Linked DNA regions of Rattus norvegicus: region 2 is linked to region 1. Evidence: chromatin contacts called from public Hi-C data. All regions are on one chromosome and are shown on one strand. Each heading gives the region's core, a stretch centred on a gene start, on an enhancer-like site or on the middle of the called end of the contact. The rest is flanking DNA. Distances are from core to core; before and after follow the strand shown.

What was found. Hi-C and Micro-C count contacts between places; a contact is called where the count stands out from the background.
Region 2: a contact with region 1 is called in a Hi-C map of hepatocytes, with 2.1 times the contacts expected there. The contact joins the promoter of Alpl here to the enhancer-like site in region 1. A contact is called at or near these places in 10 of 12 Hi-C or Micro-C datasets (Schwann cells, frontal cortex, hepatocytes and 5 more) and 1 of 1 datasets of contacts at active chromatin or transcription factors (oligodendrocytes).

What each region holds. Positions count from the first base shown.
Region 1 is chr5:155,229,335-155,235,733 of GRCr8, reverse strand. It overlaps Alpl (alkaline phosphatase, biomineralization associated), which reads left to right. Exons shown (of 12, transcript NM_013059.2): 12 at 15-964. The coding sequence ends at 280. Among named protein-coding and RNA genes, the nearest start is that of Rap1gap, 57 kb to the right of the region's middle. Within about 2 kb of position 3,348, at least 40 of the 93 cell types and tissues checked have an H3K27ac peak or open chromatin away from gene starts, as enhancers often do. A contact at or near this core is called in hepatocytes and prefrontal cortex, where this site is marked.
Region 2 is chr5:155,286,792-155,293,190 of GRCr8, reverse strand. Alpl (alkaline phosphatase, biomineralization associated) reads left to right here and starts at 3,406. Exons shown (of 12, transcript NM_013059.2): 1 at 3,406-3,469.

The sequences.
Region 1 (6,399 bases), core at 2,099-4,598:
TTTCTGACCTACAGCTCACAACAACTACCAGGCCCAGTCCGCTGTCCCCCTGCGGCACGAGACCCACGGTGGGGAAGATGTGGCGGTCTTTGCCAAGGGCCCTATGGCTCACCTGCTTCACGGCGTCCATGAGCAGAACTACATCCCCCACGTCATGGCGTATGCCTCCTGCATTGGAGCCAACCTTGACCACTGTGCCTGGGCCAGCTCTGCGAGCAGCCCCTCCCCAGGGGCCCTGCTGCTTCCACTGGCTCTGTTCCCCCTACGCACCCTGTTCTGAGGGCCCAGGTCCCACAAGAGCCCACAATGGACAGCCGGCTCCCCTCCCTTTGTGGCCTGCCACCTGGCCGCCCACACTCAACGGGGAGGCCCAGGCAACCTCGAGCAGGAACAGAAGTTTGCTACCTGCCTCACTTCCGCCCGGAACCCTCCGTGGGTCGGATTCCTGGCTCTGCCGTTGTTTCTCTATTCACTGCCTTTTGGCCAGCAGGGTGGGTTTCTCTCTTGGGCCGGCAGGACACAGACTGCGCAGATTCCCAAAGCACCTTATTTTTCTACCAAATATACTCTCCAGACCCTGCAACCATCATGGAACATTCCAGATCTGACCTTCTCTCCCCTACCCCTTCTCTCTGGAACACTGGGTCCCATAGTCACAGCCAGTCCCTCAACCCAACCCTCCCTGGAGGGAAGACCAGGTCTGCTCAGGGTGAGACTCCCAGGAAGCCACCTCCGGGGTTGGCTGTCTACCCAGGGTGGCCAGGCTGGGAAGAACAACCCAGCCGGACAGGACGCACACACTCCCCACCCAGCTCCAGAGACTCGCCAACCCTTCACTGAAGCGACTCCCCTGTTTGGAATAGCAAAAAAAAAAAAGAAAGAAAAAAAAGAAAAAAATTTTAATTTCTCTTTTTGGTGTTGGTTAAAAGGGAACACAAGACATTTAAATAAAATGTTCCAAATATTTCTGAGGCCAGAGCTGAGTCTTTGTGGTCAGTGGGAAAGAGACCAAAATAGGCCCATCACTGAGGAAAGAACTGGACTCAGGGTGAGGGCATGTCCAGCCGAGAGGCCGGGGCTCCTGTCAGACAAGGGGGGCCTCACCACTCACCAGCTGTGATCCACTGTGTTTTTCAGTGCCGCCATGTGTAGCAATGAGAGACAATCTACTCATAGGTCAGTGTGAGAATTAAAAGAGGGGGAGTCCTTTGTCCCTAAACCTTTATACTCACAAAATACACCGCATAGCCCAGCGAGGTGTAGCTGCTCACTCCTGCCTTAGTCAGCAAATGCCAGGCACTGTATAAAGGCTCAGTAGTTGCCTGGCAATGGCTCAGTCAGTGAGAAGGCTTTGCCCATTGAGGCACTGGCCGCCGAGAACAAGCATAACAACTCCAGTGTGATCCCCAGAACTCATGAAAAAGTAGGAGGAAAAAGATCACTCCATGGAGTTGTCACCTCCTGCCACCTCCCACACACACACTGTGGTGTATGTTTGCTCACACACGATTATACTAGAGGTTCTTGGTGAATCCGGCGGACACACGCCTTCCCTTGCAGGCCTCTTAGCAGCCTAGTGCATAACGCCGCCGTCTGGTGGGATTGCTACAGACATTGGGGTACAGAGTCCCCTAGATTTGTTCCGCTTGCCTCAAGTCCGTTTGCTTGTGAGAGTGAACACTGGCCCCTGCCTATAACCAATAACTATGGCCTGTACTAGGCTCCCCCTTGAGGGAGACCTCCCCATCACCCACTTTATGAATGAGGATCACCCACAGTGTGAGAGGTGTATGATTGTCAAGGTCTCCCACGTTGCGGACAGAGACTTGACTCCAAATTCGCTCGATGCCAACGTTCCTGCACTCAATAACATCGTTTATTTGTTTATGATACATTTCCAAGTTCCTGCCCACTCAGTCCCGGCCAGTGTCTCACAATTCTCACCACTTAAAACAGGAGCCAAAGGCTTCACACCAGTTAAACGGGAACTAACACCGAATATCTGGAGTGGACTTCTTTTGGGTCTGAAAGGACAGTGAGCAATTTTTTTTTCTTCTGAGCTTCCTAGCAGTCAAGGCAAAAAAAGGGAAGCACAGCTAAGCGGATGCTAGGCTTGAAAATTCAATTGTATGCGTTCTGTCCAGGACAGAGCTCTCCAACTCATCTTGAACTGGGTACCACAGCGCCTTGAGATATTAGCACAATCCCTTTGAAACTTTTGCGATCTCTCTGAACTGTCACTTAGTAGTTCCTTACATCCACATGCTTTTAAACATCCCCCAGTTCTGCCTGCAGTCTACCCATGTAGCTAAGAGCATGATTACCATAGGGACTGTGTGTGAACCATGGCTTTGTGTCTCGGCCTGAAGCGGGAATGAATTATCGAACTGAGAGCGAGTGGAGACAGAAAAAGAAAGAACGAGGGAGGGGTTGGGGATTTGGCTCAGTGGTAGAGCGCTTGCCTAGCAAGCGAAAGGCCCTGGGTTTGGTCCCCAGCTCCGAAAAAAAGAAAAAAGAAAAAAAAAAAAGAAGAAGAAGGAACGAGGGAGTTAGTTGTGTGATGAGGCCGCCGGGCACAAGAGGTAGACTTCAGAGTCACCCCCAGGGTGTGGAAGAAGTGGAATGTTGATTCTCCATCTCCCTCCCTGGCTAAGGGCTGTATCACAGACAGATCACGCCGAGCCTCCATCTTGCTTCTTGAAAGGTTGAAACCCCCTAGCGAGTACTGGAATCAGGATCCTAGAGAGGACAGACACATCTGCTGAGTAAGCTGTGGGATGTGCTAAAGCGGGGAGCATGGCTGAGTCAGAACCACAGGGGTCACACCTGTCTCAGCCCTGTAGACTGGGGCAAGGTCTTGCAGCCCTTTGACACCCCAGCCTAGCACGCTGTGGGCACTGAAGTCCCCAAAGTGAACATGCAGTTAGTTCTTCCTCTTCAGGATGTTCTCCAAGACATCCGGATGCTCACACACATCATAGGGCACTGTCACCCTGGCTGCTGATCACGTGGGCTATGCCTCCCAGTCTAAGCCAGAGATGTCGGCAGTGGACCCACCTCTGTCCCCAGCAACCACACTGATTGTAATCAGCATCTAGTGGCTCACAAGTCTCCTTGTTCTCAGGTTTCTCAGGCAAGGACAGAGATGGACCGGCAGGTCCTCTTCATAACACAGTATGTGACTCTGTTTCCATGTCAACACATGGGTACACTGGCTGAGAGGCATAGACCCAGGCTCTTCCCACCACCGCCATTCCATTTGGGCAGTATCTTCTTAGTAGAGCCAGTAAGCACCCTGATTTGCCACCTGAGCGTTCTTAGCCTCCGCTCAGAGTTCATTGGCAGGAATTTGACACGTGACCCCCAAGTGCAGAGGGTGCTGGGAAATGTAGTTTTTTAGTTGAGCATCTGCCTCATACCAACAAATCAGGTTCTCACCCTTAGCATACTAACACTGAGGAGCAGGTGATGGAAGTGGAGGCTGGGGTAGCAACCCTGGCTTCTGATCAGGAGATTTGGGGCGCGGGGGAGGGGCAAATTGCTCCCTGCAATAGCTGAGGGAGGGGGCTGGGAAGTTTGAGGGACAGCTCCACTAATTCTCAAGACGCTCTAGATGTTGTGGAAGACTTGAGTCTCTGGCTTCTTTGGAAGAGGGTCCTGTCAGTAGCTTAGCCATCATCTCTGGTATCCCCCTATACTGCTCTCAGCTCCTTCAGAAGCCACCGTGGAAGCTGAGAGTTTGACACTTGACTCACAGATACCACGTGCTGCACCTGGGTGACCGAACAGAGAACAAACCCACTGTCCACAAGTTCTTTCTTAGCGACACCACCCCAGAGTAGGGAACACGAAGAGTAGGGGGCTAGGAAGGAGGCACCTAACTAGTTGGGTGATCGAGGTGGTGGGCAGAGGGCAAGCAGGACAGAGAAGATAGCTCATGGAGTGAGACCGGACATGGGGAAGGCTTGGGCTTGGGGCCTAAGAGAGTTCAGAGGCAGTGACCTGGGAAGAGTGGGTTGGGCCGCAGGACTCCCGGTGCCATTTTGAGAAGCCTGCTGTTGCCCATGAAGACCCTGGGGGCATCATGATCAATACCACTGCGGAAGCATCCTCTCAGCAGCCAGTTTTAAGGAAATTTCTATGATGCTGGAGGCTGGGCGACCACAAGGAGGCTGCTACAACAGGCCGGGCGGGGAAGTCTAGGCTGTGGCTGTGGGAGCGAGGTGGGAAAAGCCCCAGACATGACTCTCAGCAATCTTGCTCCTGGTTATTGAGGAGGAGTTTATGCCTGTACCTGAGTGGTTCAACTTACCAAGTGCTCCGAGATCAAGAACAAAAGTCAGCAAGAGACCTATTGTGTGCCGTGCGCCATACTAAGTGCCCTGGACAGGACATAGAAGGGAGCTGCTGCCTAGAGGACACACTTTGCACAGCCGACTCACCATCATCCTGAGTGGTAGACAGTGTCACTGTCACTTACAGATGGGCAAGCTGAGGTTCAAAGGGCATGATAGCCCGCTCCAGATGTAGATGGTTGTAGATGGTCGATACCCTGCTCCCTTGCTCCTAAGGTGTCAATTTATCTAAGGACAAGGGCCCCAGCCCCATAAACCACAGGACTGTGGGTTCCTTGGGGAGAATTGGGGGAGAGACCCAGACAGCAAAGTTTGTAATTACCCCCTAAGCTAAACTGAAGACCTCCCACTGGGATGTTCCCTGGGGTGGGGGTGGGGTCATGATTAAGCACTTAGGGGAGGATTTGAGCCCCCTAAGTGGCTTCCTCTGCTACTATCCTGGCGCCAGGTCCTTTCCCAGTTCTTCACGGTTGTCCCTGTGGCCGTCAGGGAGATTGGACATGAAACCTGACGTTGTAGAACAGGCTAAGCTGTGGGAACATGGGAACAGGCTCAGCGCACAGTAGGTCTGCAGCCCAGCGGGAACACACATGCACTCATAAGTATTCCCAATTCCAATCAGCAATTCCCATGTTGTATCCTGGGCCTCAGGCACTGTCCCTTAGCACTCTGACACGCACGGGCCCATCTTATTTTTCACTAACCAGCCTCGGAGGGCCACAGGCTATTAATCCCATTTTACAGATGAATCATCAGGATCAGACAAGAAAGGTCATAAGCTATGGGAAATCTCAGCATCAGCGATGGCTAGAGCCAAGGCCAAGACTAGAAGCTTAGAGCACAGGCTTTAAATTTTTTTAAGCTAATTTATTATTATTGTATTCTGCAAGATTTGTAGGTGTGATTATGAATATAGGTGTGTGTGTGTGTGTGTGTGTGTGTCAGTGTGTGTCCGTGTGTGTGTGGAGGTCAAGAGGCAAGTTTCAGGAGTGTGGACAACAGTGGAGGCTACTCTGTAGCTGGCAGGCCCTTGTGTCCTCAGGGCTGGGGATGGCACTGGCTTGGCATGGAGAGTGGTGGTTGGTGGCTGGGTCACAGACACGTTGGGGAGCTGAAGCCAGCAGGGCTGCCTGGCTCAGGGTATGGGGAGAAGAGGAAATAGCAGAATCAGGGGCTCCCCCTAAGTTTTTGGTCCAGGGCCTGGGTGGATGAATGTGCCATTTATGGATATAGAAGACCAGATTTGGGGAGAGTAAGTAGAGTTGGGTTCGGGGCACAGTTAGATGGTGGCACACACTGGACTTAGGGGTAGAGAGGCTGAGTAAGCCGTCAGGAGAGCCTGGGACACAGGGAGAACCCCAGTTGCCCACAGGCAGGTATGCAGAGGAAGTGATTTGCCCAAGGTTCCAGAGAGCCAGTGGCCAGGCAGAGTTCATTCCACTCCAGGGCCCTCTACTCTGAGAGGGTTAGGAGAAGAGACTTGGATGGGTATACGTGTTAACAGCCTCAGGGGTAAAGAAGCCCTGAGAAGGAACTCAGAGACAGATCCCTCCAGCCTGGGCCACTTGCCACCTACACTCGGGCTGTCCAGCTAGAACAGCCTTTTCTGAGCTGTCCCCAGCCTGGATGGCTGGCGGACATGGTGGTACGGAGAGCAAAGCCTAGGTCCAGAGAACATAGAGCTGGAGTCAGGTTGTCCACAAGCTGGACTTGACTTTGCCATCAGCTCTATGGTGGGCATCTGCCCGGGCCAGCTCAGGACCTGGGTGGAAACCATCCAACTATGACGCTCCTGGTATCTTCCTGGACTTAGGACCTGGGGCCTGAAATCTCTCCTGGCCACTTGCCTGATGCCTGCCTCTGCCCACCCCCAGACCTCAGGACCCCTCCAGGTCCCTTTCAGCTTGGCTCTCATCATGGCTGCTGCCCTGAGGCCAGGACTGAGGCCTCCCTGGCTCCTGCCCAGACCACCCAGCGCCAGGCCCTGGCGGAGCCCGTCAGGGCTGGCCAGCCGTGGTCTGGCTCCGCCTGAGGGGCTGTGGCC
Region 2 (6,399 bases), core at 2,157-4,656, 57 kb before region 1:
AGAGATGGCTCAGTGGTTAAGAGCACTGACTGCTCTTCCCAAGGTCCTGAGTTCAAATCCCAGCAACCACATGGTGGCTCACAACCATCTGTAATGGGATCTTATGCCCTCTATATAATAAATAAATATTTAAAAAAAAAAAAGAACCCCCCCCTCCTAAAGAGAGGGTTGGGGAGAGGTGTTAGAGAGGCTGCCTCCATTGTTACAAAATGAGTCTTATTGTGTCTTATTGTGACGAGAGCTTTGAATCATGTGGACAGGCACAAAGGAAGTGTTCCTCAAATGACAACTCACAGTGGACTTTCCTTTCACAACTGTGAATTCCCCATTCTCTATGTAGGGCTGCTCTGAGCAGCCTGACTCACTAGATGGAGTCAGGAACCCTACAGCAGGCCCCTCCTTCGGGATCTCCAAGTTCATTTTCATACTGAGTTGAAGGCGGGGCCAGAGGGGACCCAGAGAGTCAAGAACTGAAGCTTTGGTTAGGCCTAAGCTTGAAATATAACCATCACACCTGTAAACATCTACGAGAATTCAGTCTTTCCTACCCCCAGGGGCCACACTGCCTCTGTCAGTCGTCCCTTCTCCTTTGTCCCTCTCTGTCCACTAAGGTCCCTACTCTAAGCTTTGGACTCCTGGCTCTTACTTGAGCCCTCTATCCCCACACCATCCGGTTTTTTAAGACATGGTCCCTCTCTGCAGTTGTTTGGTCTTGGATTTGCAATCCTCCTGCCTCGGCCCTCTGAATATTAAGATTATAGGGGTGCGGGTCAACTGAGCCGTGACTAGGAAACTTGGGTCTTATTTCAAGCAGGGAGCTCATGGCATAGAGTCAATGTGGACAAAGAGGAAGGATACAGAGCTCTCAGGCATGGGGGCTTGGAGGTTGACTGGTTCTGTTTGCCCATTTCTTTCATCTTGGAATTGTACCCTGGAGACCATGTATGAAAAGATGGTGTGACATCTATATAAGGAGCTGCTTCCATTCACTGAGCAGGCCAGGCATCCGGACCAAACAGCTGCAGGGAATCTGGGTCTTTTTTTTTTTCTTTTTATTCAGAGCTGGGGACCAAACCCAGGGCCTTGTGCTTGCTAGGCAAGCGTTCTACCACTGAGCTAAATCCCCAACCCTGGGAATCTGGGTCTTAACCAGAGATACTCTGTCAGCTTACCAGCCGGCTAGGACAAGGCTAGGGCAGGGGGTGGTGTGGATTCGGGCTCCTGATGTGAAGGCCTGGCCTCCTCCTGGCTTTTAGGCAGCATCAAAAGTGGTACCCAGGGGTTGGGGATTTAGCTCAGTGGTAGAGCGCTTGCCTAGGAAGCGCAAGGCCCTGGGTTCGGTCCCCAGCTCCGGAAAAAAAAGAACAACAACAACAAAAAAAAAAAAATTGGTACCCAGAGATCAGGGAAGCAAGGCATGCTGGGAGACACCATCTCAGCTGATTGCTTACTTCTGTGCTGAATCTGAGACCCAGGGTCTCGTGCACATAGGCAAGTACTATACCCCACTGATTACATTCTTCAACTGAATTCTGGAGGGTCAGAGACCAACAACAGGGAAAGTGTGCAGTGAAGAAGGTGGGGGGGATGGGGAGTGGGGAGGGGGAGATAAGCAGCCACACCAATCCCTTGGAGAGCGCTTGTGATTCTCCATGAAGACAGAATGGTCTCTCACGGGGCAAACCAGAATTGCTCATTCCCAATGGATGGTATTGGGGGCCTGGGAGGTGGGGGAAGTTCATGGTAACAGACAGAAACCGTCCAATTCCTGCCGCTAGCTTCAGCTTCTCAGCTCTGCCCATGTTGGGAAGGAAGACCTCCTGTGATGCGGATGTCCCTTGGCACACAGAGGCTGATATTATCTCAAGCCTTTTGTAATCCCGAGCCGTTTGGCGCTAGCAAGCAATTGCCAAGCGCTGTGTTCTGAGCTCACGGCTGTCTTAACTCTCGGCTTCTTATAGACAAGGACGAGAAACGTCCAGAGCTTCATTTGTTCATTGCCCCCATGACTTTTGCCACCGTGACCTCACTACGAAATACACAAACAAAGGAGTAGTTGATCCAATACTTGGGTCTCACTTTGTAAAAACATAAACTTATTTCTTAAGGGAAATTTTACAGCACTACAGTAAATAAACAGAATCAGTTATTAAAATGCAAGACCAAAGGGAAACAAACCCAGGCATTCTCGGTTTTTGGCATCAGACTCCGGCTCTGGCCCTGAACTTACCAATGAGTCATACGTTGTCTCTGGGCCTTGGTTTTCCTTCTGTACATTGGGCTCAATGGTAGATCTCATATAGAAGAAGCCCGGACTTACGACGGAACTTGAGGCTAGAATTGGTCAATCCTGGGGCATAGGCGCTGAGGAAGATGGAGTTCAGGGATGCATGATCCTTACTTTCAAATCTCTGGCTGTTGGGGATTAGAGACACAAATAGTTTCAGTCAGCTTCAGTAGCCGTAAGACCTTCCTCTTAGGAGAAGGATATGAGAAGGGATTCAAACGGTGGTGACATTCAAACCGACCTCCAGGAGTTCACAGCAGGAAATGGATCAGAGACTTCCAGAACCCAGACTGGCTCTCACGGGAAGGGAGGTGATGGCCCCTGGGGAATGGAGTGAGGCCTGTAAGCACCCAGCGGTTGCCTTTCCTCTCCCATTGATCTAGAATTTGTTTCCTGTGCATTTTCCCAACACGGCGGTCTCTTATAACTCCCTCAATAACGGGAAGCAAGGGAAACCAGGGGATAGTGTCTGCCGGTTATAGAGCCTTGGGCAGCCCTCCGAGGTCACCAGAGCAGGCTTGTGGGCCTGGACAGTCTGTCTCCACTGCCTGGGAAGTGGTGTGACCCGGGCAGGTCCTGGGGCCTCTGACTGGGACAGACAGAATGTCCTGAGTCCCTATTTCTGAAGGCATTAGGGAGGGAAGGCCCTGCCGGAGGGATCTCCCTCTGCTTCCTACTGACTTCGCTAAGGGCGAAAAAGAAAGTGGCTAGGAAAGGGGTAAGGGTGAGAGGCTCAGAGGCGCACATGGTTACAGACAAGGATGTCTAGGCAGAAAGATAGAGACTTAAGAGAAGCCAAGTGGATTCATAGACGCGCAGTCAGGCACAGGAAAACAACCATCAAGGGACAAACATTCCTACAGAGAAATCAAACCTAACGACACGCCAGCCCTGAGGCCAGGATGAGCAAGGCGGGCTAACCTGCCTGTTGCAGCCCTACGGGCCGGGTCGAGGGCGGCGCTCCCGGCAGGGGGCGCCCTGGCAACGCAGAGGCACCAGCCTGGGGCTCCGGGTGCGGGCCGGGGGCGGGGCGGCCGGGGGCGGGGAGGCCGGCGGGTGCTCAGCCGGGCCGCCTTCATAAGCAGGCGGGGGAGGTGGCCGCCAGAGTAGGCTCCCGCCACGGCGCTCCTTAGGGCCACCGCTCGGCGCGCCGGGACAGACCCTCCCCACTCCTGCCTGCAGGTAAGGAAAGCATGCTGCGCCCGCGGCTGGTGCGACTCTCACGCGCGCGCTCCGCCGGTCCCGTAGTGACTGTCCCAGCCACTGTGGGGAACGTGGAAGGTCAGGCTCCCTGGGGACTCACGACCTCCCGCTCCGGACCCCGCGTGCATCTCTTGGGGCCTGGCAGGATGACGGTCGTGTCGCCCGCGGAGCCGCTACTCAGGACCCTACCCTGGTGCTAAGCACCTGCTCCCGGTGCCCACGCGGCGCCGTAATCCACAGCTGCGCCCTTCGTGGTCCCAAGCCACTCTGTCCCGTTGGTGTCTAAAGTAGTTGGGGAGCAGCTGGGAGAAGGCACGTGCTGAGATCTTTGGCGGGAGAGATCGGAGACCGCAAGCTAGTGTCTGTCTGGGAGCGGGGGAGCCCAGGAAACGGAAGGAGCCTGCGAACGGCTCCGGGCTGCGTGCACGTGAGAGTGGGGCTGCTGCCTTGCCCTGCGTGGGTAAGAAAGGGTTAAAGGCACAGGCACAGCGGCAGGACCCAAGGCAGAAGAAAACCTCATTCTTACCCCACATTGTCCATGGTAATCCTTTTCAACACTAATGGGCCTGGGGAAGGAGGCCTTGCAAAGGACTCTGGGTATGCCTGTGAATCCTGATTAAAAGAGAGGGCTGGCGCGGTGATGCTGGCAGTCTGGAGGCTGGGGATCTCAGTGAGTTCGAGGCCACTCTAGCTATCTAGGGAGATTGGGTCTCAAAGTCATGCATACATATATATATACACATACATACATATGTGGGTACGTGCACACATGCATACAAGAGAGGGATGCTTGCTTCTCAGGCCTGGAAGGAACTTTGGCTCTAAGAAGAACTTAAAGACCCCCTCAGGCAGACTCAGATTCTCAGTCTTGTTGAGAATTAGTGAGGAGGACACTGTTTATTGAATGCCTACTATGTGCTAAACACTGCTTTGACACCTGACAGAAATCTCATCTACAAATAGGGACAGTGAGTTTTAGACAAGGTAAGTGATGTCAGGAATTGAACCCTGTTGCCCATTCTCCGCAGCCCAAGAGATGAAGGAAAGCCCCTCTCAGGTTTCCCTTCATCCTCCAAGCCTCCCTGGTCTTCCCAGCCAGCTCTTTCCTCTCCAACCTTAACTCCTTGCCCATCTCCTCTCTGTCCTTTTCCCTGTCCTGAACTATCTCTGATTCCGTTGGGGGAGAACACAGCTTCTCAGAAACCTACTGGTGGAGTGAGACAGGTCTAGGCTGGTTGCCATGTCCTGTCTGTGACAGTCCCATCTATATGTTAGGGCTACAGTGAACCAAAAGACCGGACAGGCCAGAATGGTGGGTGTCTTTTATCCACACATCCTTACCAGGCATCAGCTGTGTGCTAAGAGGTGCCAAGAGTGGCACTGTCAACACCGGGCCCCCCATCCTGTTGAGGTGAACCTTTGCATAACAAATTCTTTTCAGGCTTTGAAAATTTGAGTGTCGCACAGTAGAGTCAAGATGAAGTAGTTCCCAAAGAAAGGGATAAAGGTATCACACCGTGTCACAGGGAGCAGCCAGTACATGGTCCTAACGAGATGGGGCATAGCTGTGTGACCAGGGCACAGCTCTGGTCTCCCTGTGTCTCGGATTCTCCTTGAGGGTATACAGGAACTGGAACTCATCGTTCTGTAGACCCTCTGGGTAGGGAGGGCACTGTACAGCTTGCAACGTGTTTTGCAGGTTCATGTGCTATAGAAAGCAATGACTGTCCCCCACTCCAGTGTCAGCAGAAATTGCATCAGAGTGTACAGGGTTATGTCATTGCCTCTGAACCCTGCGATCCCGTCAACCACCTTTGTCCAGGCTCTGCCCACTCCCTGATGGGCAGGAAGCACTCGGCCTTCCTACTGTTACTCAGATGTAGCCCCTCCCTCCCGGACTGACACAGCTCAGCCCGGGAAGGGAGCCTGGAGCTCCAGGCTAGGAATAACCCAGGAATCTCCTACCATCCACCTCTACCTCATTGTCCATGGAGCAACCCAACACCAAACCCTTTCCTGTTCTATCCTGCAAAGACAGGAGATGCTATCCTTTCCCGCATGCGAAGAAACCTCTTGAAGGGACAGCTTGAAGGGACAGTGACTTGCCCTGGGACATATACAAGCCACTTGGGGCTCTGGGGCTGGGCTTAAGGACCTACAATTTTTGGTCCTGTGATAGGTCCAGTGATCTCCCTGCCAGAGCGTCTGTGGGCTTCAGGCTTCTGGGGGAAAGGGGACATGGGGGTGAATCCAGGATGCAGAATCCAGGGGTAGAGTTTAACGTTCTCAGCCTGAAGTTTATCTGACTGGGCATATTAAGACAAAAACCCTGAAGCTTGAGAAGAAGCCTTATGGGGAGCAGGCAAGCTGGGCTGAGAACTTGTGCTCAGAATTCTCCACTTGGCCACAGGAATGCTGACTGAGCTCCGGAGCACAACAGCCCATCGTCACTGGCACACCAGGGCTGGGCTGTGTGGTATGTGTGTTATTTTGGCTCCCCCCGCCCCCCTCCGCCTTCTTATTTCTGGAGCTGTGCTAACCTTCGGAAGACAGTGGGAGACGGTAGATTGAAAACTCATTATCTGTACTGCTGTGTGACCCTCGACAAGCTTCTCTGCCCTCGGACCCTCTGTTTCCTCACCTGTGATGTGTCGTAATAAGCATGGGTACCAGTTGCTGAGGGCCGGCAAGATCATAAGCAGTCTACCAACCTTAGGCTTCAACTACCTGGGCTGTAAGAGTCAATACCTTAAGCCGGGCTGTGTTGGCACACGCCTTTAATCCCAGCACTTGGGAGGCAGAGGCAGAGGCGGGTGGATCTCTGAGTTTGGGGTCAGCCTGGTCTACAGAGTGAGTTCCAGAACAGCTGAAGCTATACTGAAAAACCCTGTCTCCAAAAAAAAAAAAAA